Regions from separate parts of the Sus scrofa genome. Here region 1 is linked to region 2. A link is a contact called in public Hi-C data. All regions are on one chromosome and are shown on one strand. The core of a region is the stretch at or near the end of the contact, and the rest is flanking DNA. Distances in the headings are between cores, read along the strand shown.

What was found. Hi-C and Micro-C count contacts between places; a contact is called where the count stands out from the background.
Region 1: a contact with region 2 is called in a Hi-C map of liver, with 2.1 times the contacts expected there. The contact joins two enhancer-like sites. A contact is called at or near these places in 2 of 47 Hi-C or Micro-C datasets (embryonic fibroblasts and liver) and 1 of 2 datasets of contacts at active chromatin or transcription factors (skeletal muscle).

What each region holds. Positions count from the first base shown.
Region 1 is chr11:66,501,900-66,508,321 of Sscrofa11.1, reverse strand. All of the region lies in intron 1 of MBNL2 (muscleblind-like protein 2), which reads right to left. Among named protein-coding and RNA genes, the nearest start is that of MBNL2, 23 kb to the right of the region's middle. Within about 2 kb of position 2,436, at least 40 of the 83 cell types and tissues checked have an H3K27ac peak or open chromatin away from gene starts, as enhancers often do. A contact at or near this core is called in liver, where this site is marked.
Region 2 is chr11:66,370,990-66,378,231 of Sscrofa11.1, reverse strand. No RefSeq gene overlaps it. Among named protein-coding and RNA genes, the nearest start is that of OXGR1, 79 kb to the right of the region's middle. Within about 2 kb of position 5,706, at least 15 of the 83 cell types and tissues checked have an H3K27ac peak or open chromatin away from gene starts, as enhancers often do. A contact at or near this core is called in liver, where this site is marked.

The DNA.
Region 1 (6,422 bases), core at 1,187-3,686, 130 kb before region 2:
ATTTCAGAGATGGACAATAAGGTACTCAGAGGATTGGTTTGGAGACTGTCCGCCTGCTCAATATGGAAGATTTCCAATGACCAGTTTCATTTTTTAGGCCACTCAACACTTTCTTCCTGAGATTACGGGTATCAGTCAGTCTCATTTTGACCCCATAAGTGATGCCGACTCATGATTGCCCCCGTGCTATTTACAGAACAGCAGTAAGTATATTAAGAAAATCTACGGGCTTTGGGATAAAGCTGACTGTAACCAGCTCATAAAGCTGCTATCTGTGTCCTTCAGCAGGAAGGAAAAATCCCGTCTGGGGGAGCCTGCCCTGCGGTGTGGCTCGGGACAATAGATCTCTTTTTCTTTACGGGGTCAAAAATTCAGCAAAAGAAATTAATAAAAAAGCCTTCTCAGAGGGGGAAAAAAAAAAAAAAAAGCCTCTCTCTCTACAGCCAGCTCCACTGCCCCCTCCCACCAAAAGATAGAGACAGAGAATTTCAGAAACAGGAGTTTATTCACAGTGCTTAACTAAAAGCAGACTTCCTCTGGATTAGAACTGCGGTTTACATACTGTATAAAATGTCAGGATGATCTTCTGGTTCCTTACACACACGGCTGGGTTTTACTGTATACGTACAGTCTTTATCCTCCCCTAAAAACCTCCCCTTTCTAGGTTTAGATCATTTTCCAACAAAAAGAGGAGGCATTCACGTTTCCTTGTTGAAATAAAAAGGCAAAGTGGTTTGCAATAAACATTTAAAGTTCAATAGGCACTGGTCTGCAAAATGTGTGTGTGTGTGTGTGTGTGTGTGTGTGTGGAGAGACAGTGAGAGAAAGAAATTATAACAACCAACATTTATTGGGGGCTCTCAAAATGGCCACGTTCTAGAATTTTTCATTAGTCGGTGCATAAACCGTCATTGCTCAAGTCCTATTTAAAAGTTGAGATGAGTGGTTATGGTTCAATTCTGAATTCCAGACAGAAATTTCGACCAGTTTTAGAGGCTGGTTCCAATTTAAGCTCCACATCGAACTAACAGTCTAAGGGTCTAAACCTCCCTTTTCTTATCTATAAAATGAGGCAATATTGTATATCTCTCAAAGGCGGGGGAGGGGGGACACGAAATTAGAAAAATTTAACATTGTGAAAGCAATTGTCAAAGTGCCTAGAACATAGCGGGAGCTTCAAAAGAGTTAGTTCCCTTCCTCTGTTCTATTCATTATCTGTTATTTAACCCAGAATTGAAAGAAAATTGTGCTGCTCTGTGGACCTGGCCTGGAATTTCAGATTTGTTTTAGTGGACGGAAATAAGCACTTGTTCACTTGCTTTCAAAAACTGCCGTAGTAATGACTACAAATTAAACTATAACCAACCAAACAGCAAAATACCATTTCGAAGGGCTCATTTCAGGGTTAACAGCGCCGCCCACCCCCACCCCATCCATCACATTCAGGAGAGAGAAGAGTTGTAAAATACATTTGTCTCCCCAAACTTCGTAAAAATACAAAATGCATTTTATATAGTGTATGTTGTAAATGCAACTTAATCTTCTTACTTAGGGTTTAAGTGAGTTTAGGACAGTCTAATGGCTACCACATTTGTGGACGCAACCTGCAACAGCTGGATTTTGGAGACTCCCAGAAACTGTGGCACCTACAGCACAGAAGTTAGTCCCATATGGTGGTCTATTCGGGAGACGACTTTGGTGAGAATGCTAACTAGGTGGCACTGGGGAAGGGCCTAAACCAGGCCAGCAAATGGATGTCACTCAGGTCCTGCCACCTTTCCCGTCCAAAGCAGGCATGACTAATTGATCCCAGGGCTTTTCCCCCGTGAATCCTAGCCTTGGCACACGAAAATGTCTCAAAACAAGTTTCCAGGCAGGCAGCCACCACCAACGGATCAGAGTTCCCTTGTGAGTTGAAACCACCCCCAGACTAGGCTAAAGGTTACCTTTGAACTACTTAGGAGAAATGGGGGCAGAGGGTGGGTGCCTGCTGAATAAATTAACAGCCGGAACATAATTCTAATGGGAATATTTACCCTACTTATGAGACCAAACTTCTCAGGCATTTCATTACCATTCATTTAGACATAAATACCTGTAATACTACTTATAAATCATTCTTATCTCTTCATTAATAAGAGCGTCTTAAGAGCCATTACGAGGTAAAACAGCCTTGGCCAGTTCACAGCGCTGTATGTCATTGGAATTAATAAAAGTGTACCTCTTTAGGAAGAGTCTATAATTCGGGCGCTTCAAGTAATTAGATCGAAAAGAAGTTTTATTATATTTCAATTTCACTTTCTATAGCAGTGGATCCATGGAAGCCTAGCCCAGCACGGACCTGGGGTGTCTTTCACCCAGATCAGCCTCTGTTTTTATGGGCAGTGTAAAGATGTACCGAGAGCTGGTTTCTTCAAAACAAGCACCGTGGAACAAATGGCTGATTCTTTGGCCAGGGTGCATTAGTGGCAAAACAAACAGGCCATTCTATCTGTGGCAAAGAATGAGATTACAAAGTCAATGAGGAACAAGGCACATTATCAGCTGGTCTACATTGTAAAACAAAGGCACAAAAGCACTGTTAATACAGGAAAAAGCCCAAGTTTCATGGTTCTCAGCCAGCTTCAATGGTTGAGGGGATCGTCCCGAATTTAAGTTGACTTGTCTCTGTTGAGCTTCCCTATTTTTTCTTAGCCGACAACACGTTTTCCTTAGCTTCTCTGACCATGATCTGCTCAGCAGTATTGGGTACCAGGCTCCCCCGTTCTCTTTGAATCTCTCAAACTGTTGCTCTCCAAATGCTACAGCCTGTGTTTATTCGGGACAGCTGAAAAACTCACCGTGTCTGAAAGGCAAGCAAACTTCAGTTCGCTGCACATATTTTCATGAGTGGGCTTTTTCTTTGGGCGTGTGGTAATATTTGAAATGAACAAAACACAACTAAAGAATGACACTGGAATCTGACGAGCATGTCTGTGACCTAACCCTGTAAGGCTAATGCCTTTAAACTATGAGGAATTTTGAAATCGCCATTATCCAGTGTCATGTGAGATGAATGGGTTTTAGTAGTAGTATTATTTCGTCATGTTTTTAGCCAGCGGGGAGGGCAGGAGGCGGACTGCACTGGGGCCGGAAAGGGTGTGGTTCCTTCTCTTGCCTTCTGGATGGTGTGGGAGACAGAGGTGCAGGGAGAACAAGCAGAAATCTGCGGGGAAGTTTTACTCCACCTTTTCCCCCCTGCTGCTCCTGATGAATGATAACAAAACCACAACATCTAGGCTGGAGGACAAAAATCTCCCTGAATATCTAGCCCTCTCCACACTGATGAAAAGAGTCCTGTGTCTCTGTATCCACATTATGCTGTTTGCTGGCAAATTAACTCTTAATTCATGTGATTTTCCCCTTGAAGGGTAGGAGGAAAAGAAGCAAAAATAATAATAATAACAATAATAATCTAACTGCCTATTAGATTTAGTTTATAGATGAGACTTGATAAGCCTCAGAAGCCACTAATTAGAAGGAGCGTGCTAATTAGGACAGTGTGACAGGCATCTCCCCTCTCTTTGCTGGCTGTCATTTGGTGCATCCTCCAAGGTCCTCGTTCAAATGTCCCTTCTTGGAAAAGCATCCCCAACCCTGCCCCTGGCCCCAGTGCCCCAGAGAGCCCCTCTCCCTCTCCCAGACCACTGTGGCCCCTCTACGTTAGTCCCCATGTCCTTGAAGTTGACCTTGCTGTTGAGCCCGGCTAGAACGTGAACCCAGGGCGCCAGGTGCCCGGCTAATGCAGCTTCTTAGCTCAGCATCCGGACAGCATCTGCGTGCTCACTCAAGGTCTGCTGACGGATGGACCAGAGACATAAATGATCCAAGTGCAGTTCCTAAGAACATGGAAGGCCTTCATTTTCCATCCTCCAAGAGTGAACGGAAAGTCCATCTACCGAAGCTGCGGGGAAACATGATGTGTTCCAGGAGTGCTGTCTCGTGATCGACTTTCTCTCCCACAGCCACGGTGCACACCTGCCTCCGGCCACGGCTGCAGACAGTCACATGGGGGGGGGGGGAATGAAGGAGAGGATGACTGGGGGGTGGTGACACTCTGAGCTTCTGCCAAGGCTCTGGGGGTGGAGGCGGAGGCAGATGGCAGCTCCTCTGCAGGCGCACCTGCAGGCAGCCGGCGGAGGGAACAGGCCCTGTGAGGAGTGTGGAGCCTCCTTAATCCTCTCTCACCTCTCCTTCCACCAGCACCACTTTCAGAGGAGACGTCGGTGGAAAACGACTCCCTGACGCCTGCCCCCTGGAGGAGCATCCCCGCGGATCCAAGCTTCACTGGACTCAAACCGCCAATCAGATAACATAAAAATGAAAACGCTAACAAGTCCTCCTCTTTGCATGCTTTTTAAACAACTCTGAGGTGTCCCACTCCACCCCCACCCCAGGGGCTCCCAGGGCCAGAGAAATTTCTATTTCTTACTATGTTTCCAAGGATGCATGATCCTCTTAGAGACCGGAAAGTCCTTGGGGGCTGGGAATGTCACGTGTGTTTCCATGTTCCCCACGGGGCCCAGCACAGACACCAGGCAGGCCCCAGGCTGTAGGCTGCAAAATCAAAGGTCACGGCCAGGATTGTATCTTGGCCAGAAGATGGCAGGTAGGGAGGCTGCTGCTGTTACTACTGTCCAGTGACATCCAGAGGCGCCTCCTGGAAAATCCCTCAGAGTTGGTCGAGGGGACTCAGCCTGGTTGGCCTGACCCACCCGAGAGGGGGGTGGGCAGCGAGGAGCCCTGGAGAGAGGGGGCCCCCAAGGAACACAGGGGCATCTCAGCTGGCGGATGGACCCATCGGCTGTACTCATGCGCCTGCTGCTTGTTGTGTCCTCCCTCCAAACACCCGAAAGCACAAGGAGGAACTTAAGGAAATGCCTTTTCGGTTTCCAAGGATACTTTTTGTCATCAAAGTCTCTGGAAGGCTAGGAATGTGGGTGGTTTTGCTGCAGTCCTACCCAGTTCACTGCGGCCAACCCTGGGTTGAGAAAGACACCTTCTCCAGGTTGTGGGAACACAGGCCTTTCCTTGTAGTTGCAGGAGGCAGCGGAAGTGTCCCGAATCAGGCAATTTCCTTTCCGCGGCGCCCCATGTGTGCACACAATGGGAGCTCATTTCCTCCTATTGGCTTGTGTTTGAATGGTTTCCTTTGATATGGGACGTCTTCGGCTCTCCTTCGAAGTTTATCTCAATCCAGGCATCCTTCTCAGCTCAGAAGTCACTCCAATTGGCGTCGGGCCCGCCCGGGCTAACTCTGATGGCCCTTCCCTCCCTCCTGCTTTAGGTTAAGTATGAAGTGTCTGGGGCCCTTAATCCAAAAAGTGCCCAAGTCAGGGTTCTCCGCTGTGTGCGCACACGAGGGTGCGCTCAGAAGTGTATGCGTGAGTCTTCACACCTGCGTGCGGTGGCTGGCCCTCCCCGTCTTCTTCGTTTCGCTTGCTTTCTAGCACATCCTCGGGCTGGCACACAGTGGGAATTTTAATCAATACGCTCCGAAGGGAGCGAAGGAGCCTTTGGAAGAGGAGGCACAATGAATGGGAAGATGTGCAGGAAGACTAAGCTGAACCGGAGACTCACCTGTATGCGCCTATCATCAATTTCTCTTTGCTCTTCATCCCCTATTTCTGAATTTCTTCTTCACTCTCCTGTGACTTCTCTCTGTGTGTTGATCAAATGGACTGTGGCTCACACTCCTGTCCCCCTGTTTGTGCGTGACCCAGATCTCACCACCTGAAGCACCAGCAGGCCCCTCACCTGGGAAAATACTTCTGCTGTTGATGGATTCTCAGTGGGGAAAAAAAGGGCACGAGATGTTGAGCTTTCCAACACAGCAACTGGGTCAGCACATCCAGGAAGGAAGGAGCACGCGGTTGCAGGAAACACCTTAGAGCAGTTTTTGATTATTTATTCTCTAAGCAACAAAGGGCCAGCCTTTGCTCCCAGACGAGGGGGTCAGGATGGACTGGCCAATGGCAGGAGTGTATCTGGGCCTCAGAGAAAATTCATTCATTCATTCGTTTATTTCCAAAAGTGTATGTTCAGGAGCTTAGTTCCCATATAAACCAGTTACCATTTGCTAAAAACAGCCTAAGGATTGATTCTAGGGACAGAATCAACTTTATTTATTTATATTTTTTAGGGCCACACCCACAGCATATGGAAGTTTCCCAGGCTGGGGGGCAAACTGGAGCTACATCTGCTGGCCTACGCCACAGCCACAGCAATGCCAGATCTGAGTCGCATCTGTGACCTACGCCGCAGCCCACGGCCATGCCGGCTCTTTAACCCACTGAGCAAGGCCTGGGATTGAACTCTCATCCTCATGGATACCAGCTGGGTTGTCTCTGCTGCACCACAATGGGAGGAGCTCCCTTAATTTT
Region 2 (7,242 bases), core at 4,457-6,956:
TAGAGCTTCCAGGACCCCTCCCAGCCCAAAGCGATGGGTTTTACAAATGGTTCCAGGTGGACCAAAAAGATTGCTCATTTCACTGTATTCCGAAGACTTCAAGAAAACAATCGCTTGTTTAGAACTGTGTCATATTTTCTGTAGAATTCTGGGTGTTTCACATCATTAAATAGTGGGAAGAAACTGAAAGTCGTGGTGTCCAGTGTTCTCCGCGGCTGGAGGATGATATGGGGCCTAGACCCTTCCCCAGGCCCTCGATCAGGCTGGCACTGCTTTTAGGTTCTCCATTTATTTATATAAACAGGAAGATCTTTGGCCAAAAACAAAAACAAAACAATTTGGAAAGCACTGGCGTAAAGGACTGGTGTGTCTGAGAGAATTAGATGTTAGATGGAGACAAGATACAGAAAAGGACATTGGAAAAGATCAGTGGTCATTGTCCCCTGAAGAGGGATGACGTCAAGGATGTGCTGGACTCTGTGTGTGTGTGTGTGTGTGTACACGCATGGGGTGGGGAGAAGGCATGGTGTGTGCATCCCCGCTTCCAGAAAGCAATCCTGCACACACATCTCAGCCCAACCCTATCTTCAGTGACTTCACGTTAGTAGCTTGAAATTAGCCACGGGGGAGTATTTACACCCGCGAAAGTGGCGAATGCCACAAACCAGGGCTGCCTCTTTTCTTCTTCTCCCTAGAGAGCCGGTTATAAAATACTTAGCAGCATACCACTGGAGCTTAACCCGAAGAAAATTTGGCCAGCAAGAGAGCCACTACCTCATGACCCTCTGGCCAGGGGCCTTCTGGTAGGGTCAAGTCACAGACTGTATGGAAGTCTGTAGAATCTGGAGAGAGGGCAGGGGTTCTGGGAAAACAGCCCGTCGTGTGGTCAGAGACACAGCCGTAGACCAGGAATCTGACAGCGGGTGCGGAGAAGACGGCGTGGTGGGCGTGGAGTGGGGGGCTTTCTCGCTTGACCAAGGATTTCAGATAGAGGAACAAATTAAGAGGAAGGCCATGGAAGGTGGGACTCAGGCGGACTGGTGGACAGGGCATTCTGGAAGCTAACGTCTGCTTCCACTGGAGTCCAAACGGAAGAAAAATGGGCTCCAACAGCCCATTCTGTAGGCATCACAGAGAAGGTTCCTAGAACGGGGACCAAGATCAGCAAGGCCCAGGTGGAATTCCGAGCGACACAGCAGACGCCTCTCTGAGAGGCGCTGGCTGGATCCCATCTGCCTGTGAGTGGGCAGTTCCCGCCCGGCTGAAGCGAAGCTTGGGAACCCTCTTCTGCTCCCCTCCTGGGTCCTAAGGCTCCTCTGGCAGGACCTCTTATTAACCCCGAAGTGGTTTCTAGCAGAGGGGAGGAAGCGTGGAAGCTGTCAAACACAGAATAAGAAAAGCCCTGGAAAACCAACCAAGAGAAGTCTTTTGCCACTTTGAGGGCGAAGTCGATCTGCCTGAACGGATCTGGGCCAGGCTGGCCTTTGCCTGAAAAGCCCTCCCCGAGTCTTTGGAGCCATGTGTGTGTTTAAGAAAGATGCAGGCACCAGCTCAGGCAACCAACACGCACAGCACCGTGGGGTCGTGGAGCCAGCTTTCGTCTTTGAACCAGCTGCCTGGCAGGAGTGTGTCATTGTCATCGGGCAGTCAAGCACCAGATGTGCAGGCAACGGTGCTTGTTCATCTCAACGCCGTGACTCAAGTTCAAAGGCAATGTCTCCCCCAAGAAGGCTGAGCGGGAGCACATTTTTTCCTAGAGGGCGGCATAGTTCCCTGATGGCTTCATCTGGAAGAGTGAATTCTGCTTCGTCAAGAAAACACTGACTTATTTATCAGAAGGACTGGAGTATGGGAGGGCAGTTTTAAGAGTGGATATTCAAAATAGCTAGCAAGTGTGACGGGGACATGGGCCAATCAGCATGGCTGCTCATGTCTGTGCTGGGCTCCTGGAGACCCTCCGGGCCAACCTTAGCCCCTGAGATGCTGGATTGTGGGGGGCCCTTTAGAGGCCTGGAGCTGGAGCGTGGGTGACTGGGCAGCAGAGGACACTCTGGGAGCGAGGGGAACACAAGCACTAGAGAAATTCTGCAATGTCTTCACAGCCCATCGTGCTGCACCTGTATACCTGGCCATGGATAAAGGGGAGAAGTCACCTCTGGTGGTGTCTGAGCTCAAATCCTTGGTAACCAGGTACCTGACTGTGAGCTTTGAGCTGAAAAGCAGGAGTCTGGGATTTATATTTTGCATATATTATATTTTACATATACAGATGTAAGGAGGTTCTTTATCTTCAATCTCTCTCTTAAACTTTGGTGTTTTTAAGAACTCCCTTTGAAGAAATTTATGTATTCTCTTCTCCAAACCTGCTACAGCACCGGTACCTTCAGTCACAATACTGATTCACGCTCACCATTCTATATTTAGCCACTCTCTGAAAAGGATCTGAGGCTGCATTGAGCCCTAAATAGCTACAAATAAGGGAGTAACAGCAGCAACCCTTCAACTGCCTTGGTAGGAAGCGTTGTGCCAGAGGTGGTGCGACATCCAGGGAGCTACAGGTGTGCAGAACAGCTATTGGGAAACCCAGGTAGGAAGTGATTACAGAAGCCGCGGTGTGTACTAGGCAGCAGCCCCCCTCCCGCCTTGAGACGGGTCGTAAGGAAACACTGCAGCTTGTGGGTCTGTCTGCCCAACCCCATTTAGCGAAAAATGATTGCTCTTTGCTTCTTGTTACCAGGCTCAGATGATACTATGGCAACAGGGCTGCACAAAAGGGAGGGGAAGAGGGAGATGCTGCTTAGCAACTTGAAGATTTTTAAAAGGCAAGTCCTCGTTTTAACAGCAACAGTTTTTAAAATGCCAGGTTTGAGGAGAGGGAAGAGAGGAGAGACAGCAAGTGGGGATGACACAGAAGAGGACTTCGACAGATGAAAAAAGAGAGAGGCTCGTGACGGCACCTTTGCAGAGCTCCTTCTTGTGCATCCTCACAGAAATCCTGGGAACCCGGCAGGCTCAGGGTTCATGGAAGGGAACCTGAGGCTCACGGGGCGGGGGGGGGGGGGGAGGATAGGATCCCAGGGGGTCGGCCGGCTAGTTAGGGGTGACGTTGGAACGAACGCGCAGACAAGCCTGATGCTGGATTCCGCACTCTTTATCACGCCAGGCTTTAAAAAAAAAAAAAAAAGAATCCAGACAATCGGAGGAGAGGAAAAACAATAAAACTCTATGAAGCTGTCAACAGTGTGAAAAGAGACAGGTACCGATTTTTCAGGTACACACTCAACAGAGAGGACAAAACACTTTTAAAGACGTTTCCAGAATTCAGTTCAAATGAAGAGGGGCCATTTATTTATTGACCGATTGACTTCTTCAGGGCACAGTGGTGACAGGCTGATGGTGCTATTCCAGCGCCCCTCGAAGGAAACGGAGGTGGCTGGCCTCTAGAAAACAGCATCTGAAGGAATCCCTGGAGGCTGCAAGGAGTCAAGGCACAGAGGGTGGAGGGCAAGTCCGGGGTGGGGAGGGGGGGACTTGCTCTGACTGAGGAAGCGAGTGTCCAAGTGAGAAAGCAGGCCTGACACTAGATGGCCACGTCGCTTCCACCAGGACCACGTAGCCAGGGAGGGTCCAAGCCCCTACCCTCTTCGTCAGGGACCTACACGACACTGCACAGCTTCTCTGCCGCCCCGGCCCTCCGCTCCGGGAAAGAACCTACGCGGTGGCTTAAAAGCAAACAGGCCCCCCACGTAGAGCGACTGTGCTGCTAAGCTTGACTGCAGTGCCTGCCACCAGGCCACAAGGACGACACTAAGAACGCAGTGTGTGGGGCTCGGGAGCATCCTCTGAGGCAGAGTTTCTGTACATGATGCCCCTTCCTCAATATCAGGGTTGGGAGATGCCATCCAAGCTTGAAAGAGGGAATCAGGACCCAGCTGGCGGAAGCTCTGCCCTTGTTTGGGGCGCTCCGTGCGGCCTGCAGATGGGGTGCTGGCTGATTTTCCTGTCTGTCGGTCACTCCTCCAGAAACACTTCTGGAGGCTGCCAGGTGCTGCCCCCAGTTCTCCTCATGCCTGCCAGGGGTGTGCCCACAGCTCCCAGGGCCCCGGTGCCTCCCATAAGCGGCCAGTTTCCTTCCCGCCTAACAGCACAGTGTTGACAAGACAAGTGCTGCTTTGGGTTCCAGCATCACAACCGCGCTGCGGGCCTGCTCTTCTTGGCACTGTTTCCACTGGCTCCTAATTGAACGAGTGCAGAGGCAGCAAGAAGCTGTACACAGACTGCTTTCTCCTGCTACTCGCGGTTAAGCCAAAGGGTCCAGGTGATTTGTGAGACTGCTAACCAACCAGATGCCACCTAGGACCAGGTCTAAAGATCCCAGAGGTTGAAGGGTGTGGACTTGGCGGGGTGGGACCCGTCTTCCTCAGGACACAATCAACACGGAAGGAGTCAGCTTCGGGATTCTAGTCTTAATTTTGCCATTGCCCCCCCCCCCCATCTAGCTTTTCATCACCTCAGCCCCCAAACGGAGTTCCTTAGAGCCCCCAACACAGTTCCTTGCGTCTATTCCTACTGCCCATCAATCCATGCTGAGCTCTCCTCCCCACGCACTCCCTCTTAGACACTGCAAGTGGTGACAAGTTACAATGGACACCTGTGCAGTATTTTCCAATATACAAATCATTTGCAAATGCATGATCTCATTCATAGAAAAACAGCTTTAGTTGTTTAGACAGCAACACCCCCATTTCACAGATAACAAGAATCAGAGAGAAGTGGTTTAGCTGGGCTCCTCCGGTGTCAATTCAGCCGGGTAACTAGTAGGAAGCGAGTAAGGTTTGGGATAAGGGCCAACTCCAAATCCTCTGCTCTTCAAGGATCTGGGAAACTTCTCCTGCGGCTTTCATTAATTAAACCTAAACCTACCTTTGAGAGCAAAACAAAACAAATATGCTCTCTTTTTCAAATATTGGCCCTTCAAATATTTGAAGGCAGCTACTGGCTGGCCTCCAGGGCCTTGCTTCTCACACTGCAAAGTGCACAGATTTCACCCGAGGGCGCTTCCAAAGCTTCAGGTTCTGATCCAGCAGATCTGGGGTGGGGCCTGAGAGTTGACTTCCAGACAAGCCCCACCTCCTTCCAAATCAGCTGCTCAGAGCAGGAAAAAAAAAAAACAAAAAACAACTGTACAAAATTAAGGAAAAGACTTTCTATATTCTTGCTTCTCTGCATTTATAAAAGCACCTAGCTTACTTCAAGTCCTTAAGAAATGACGACTACGTTTGGACAAAAGGGAGGCAGACACAGTCAAGTGTCCCCCTTCCCTTCATCCCGGCTGTATTCCTTGGTTTAGAGGAGTCTTTGCCTCTTACACGCTACTAAACTTAGCCGAATTACACAATTTTCGTCTCTAAATCAGCAATAACTATGACTGTGACTATTAGGTGCCCTGCATGGGGCCTGATGCCCGGGAGGAAGATGTCTAATAAAAGTAGGGATTACCCCTCAAACAAAACTGAACCAAAGAAAGCAGAAACTTAAAAAAAAAAATTGCCAAAACACTGTGTCCTCACGGGAGTGAGACAGGAAAAATGCTCCCCTGAAAAGAGCACGCTGCAAAGAGAGTTCCCTTGGCCTCTAGCAAAGGGGAACATCGCTGCCAGCGCGCGCAAAGCAGGGCTGCGGGGGAGCCCGGCTGTGCTCTGCTGCCCCCTGCTGGGCGGAGCGCCCGCCTGCGCCGGAGCGTCTGGAAGCCACGCCACCGCTCCCAAGGGGACCAGTATCCTCAGCCAGCCGGTTATGCAACACCAGACTGCAACCAGAGTAGGTCTGAGAAAAGGAAATCACGGGCCTCTCGGCGCTTCGGTTAAATCAAAACGATAAGAGGGGGAGGGGGATAAGAAAATAACAAGTGCCTTCCCAAACTAGAAAGACACCTGCCACCACCGAGCAATGTACTTGAACGTGCAGGAACCCTAAGAAGCAGGGCGGCGGGGAGGGGATCACTCCTGTTTTGTGGATGCGGGACCTGAGGCTCAGGGGAGACTGAGGACGTTACTGAAGGGAGGAGAGGGAGAGACCCAGCCAGCTTCGGAGTAAGGGCTCTACTCCTGCCCCTGGGCCTTTGATTCCTCAGCCACGGGGCTGGACCGCACAGTCGCGTTGAGTCCTGGCGCTTTTTATTTTCCAAAGGAGGGGTTTACTGAGGTGAACTTTGAGTTCCCTCTCGGCTCTCTGAGTACAAGCCTTTGTTACTATTTGCTCTTGTTACAGAAATAGACTGCGGGGATCTTCTCCCCCAGGACGGCGTGGGGCAGGGGGCGTTGGGGAGGGCACTCATTTCTCAACAACAGAGCTGCCAGGGACAGCTTCCGCCTCCACCCTGTAGCCCTCAGCATTCAAACCCCTAGACAAACTTTCCAGGGTTACCTAGCTTCCATCTTCCTCCCAATTATGTCAAAGGCTTAGAGCTGTGTGCTGGAAACAAGACTTCAAGTTTTAAAAAGCTGACTGCTGGTGACATTTATCAGAGTGAGCCTTGCCTACCCAAGACACAAAGTCCGTGTTGCTGGGGAAGGAATCGGACAAACTGAGCAGGTTTATCCCAAGCCCATCAGCGTCCAGGAAACACAAACATTTTTATACTCTCTGGAGTGAGTCCCTGAGGTCCCACTTCATGAACTGGTGGGGTCTTCATTTTATTGTTCTTAAGTTTCCTTTCTTCCTTCCTCCCTACCTCCCTCTTTCTTTTCTCTCTCTCTTTTTTTTTTTTTCACAGCGGCACCTGTGGCATATGGACGTTCCTGGCTTAGGGGTTGAATCAGACCTGCAGCTATAGGCCTATGCCACAGCCACAGCCACACCATATCCAAACCACATCTGCAACCTACACCACAATGCTGGAACCCACCGGCCAAAGTTAGGGATTGAACCCGCATCCTCGAGAGATAACACTGGGTCCTCAAACTACAATCACAATGGGAACTCCAGGATCTTAAAATTTTTTTTAAATGCTTGATTAATGTATGATGAACATACAGAAAACTGTAGATATTTAATGTATTCACCTTCTTGTGTGTGGAGGGAAGTATATGGCCACAAAACTGTCATTACAACCTATGCCATAAACCTATGCCATATCACTCCAAAAATTTTCTCCTGCCCCCCCCCTTTTTAAAAATCATTTAGCATTTGCTTCAGTCATACTTGCTGTCAGTGTGAATCGATCCTCAAGGAGTTTTGGTT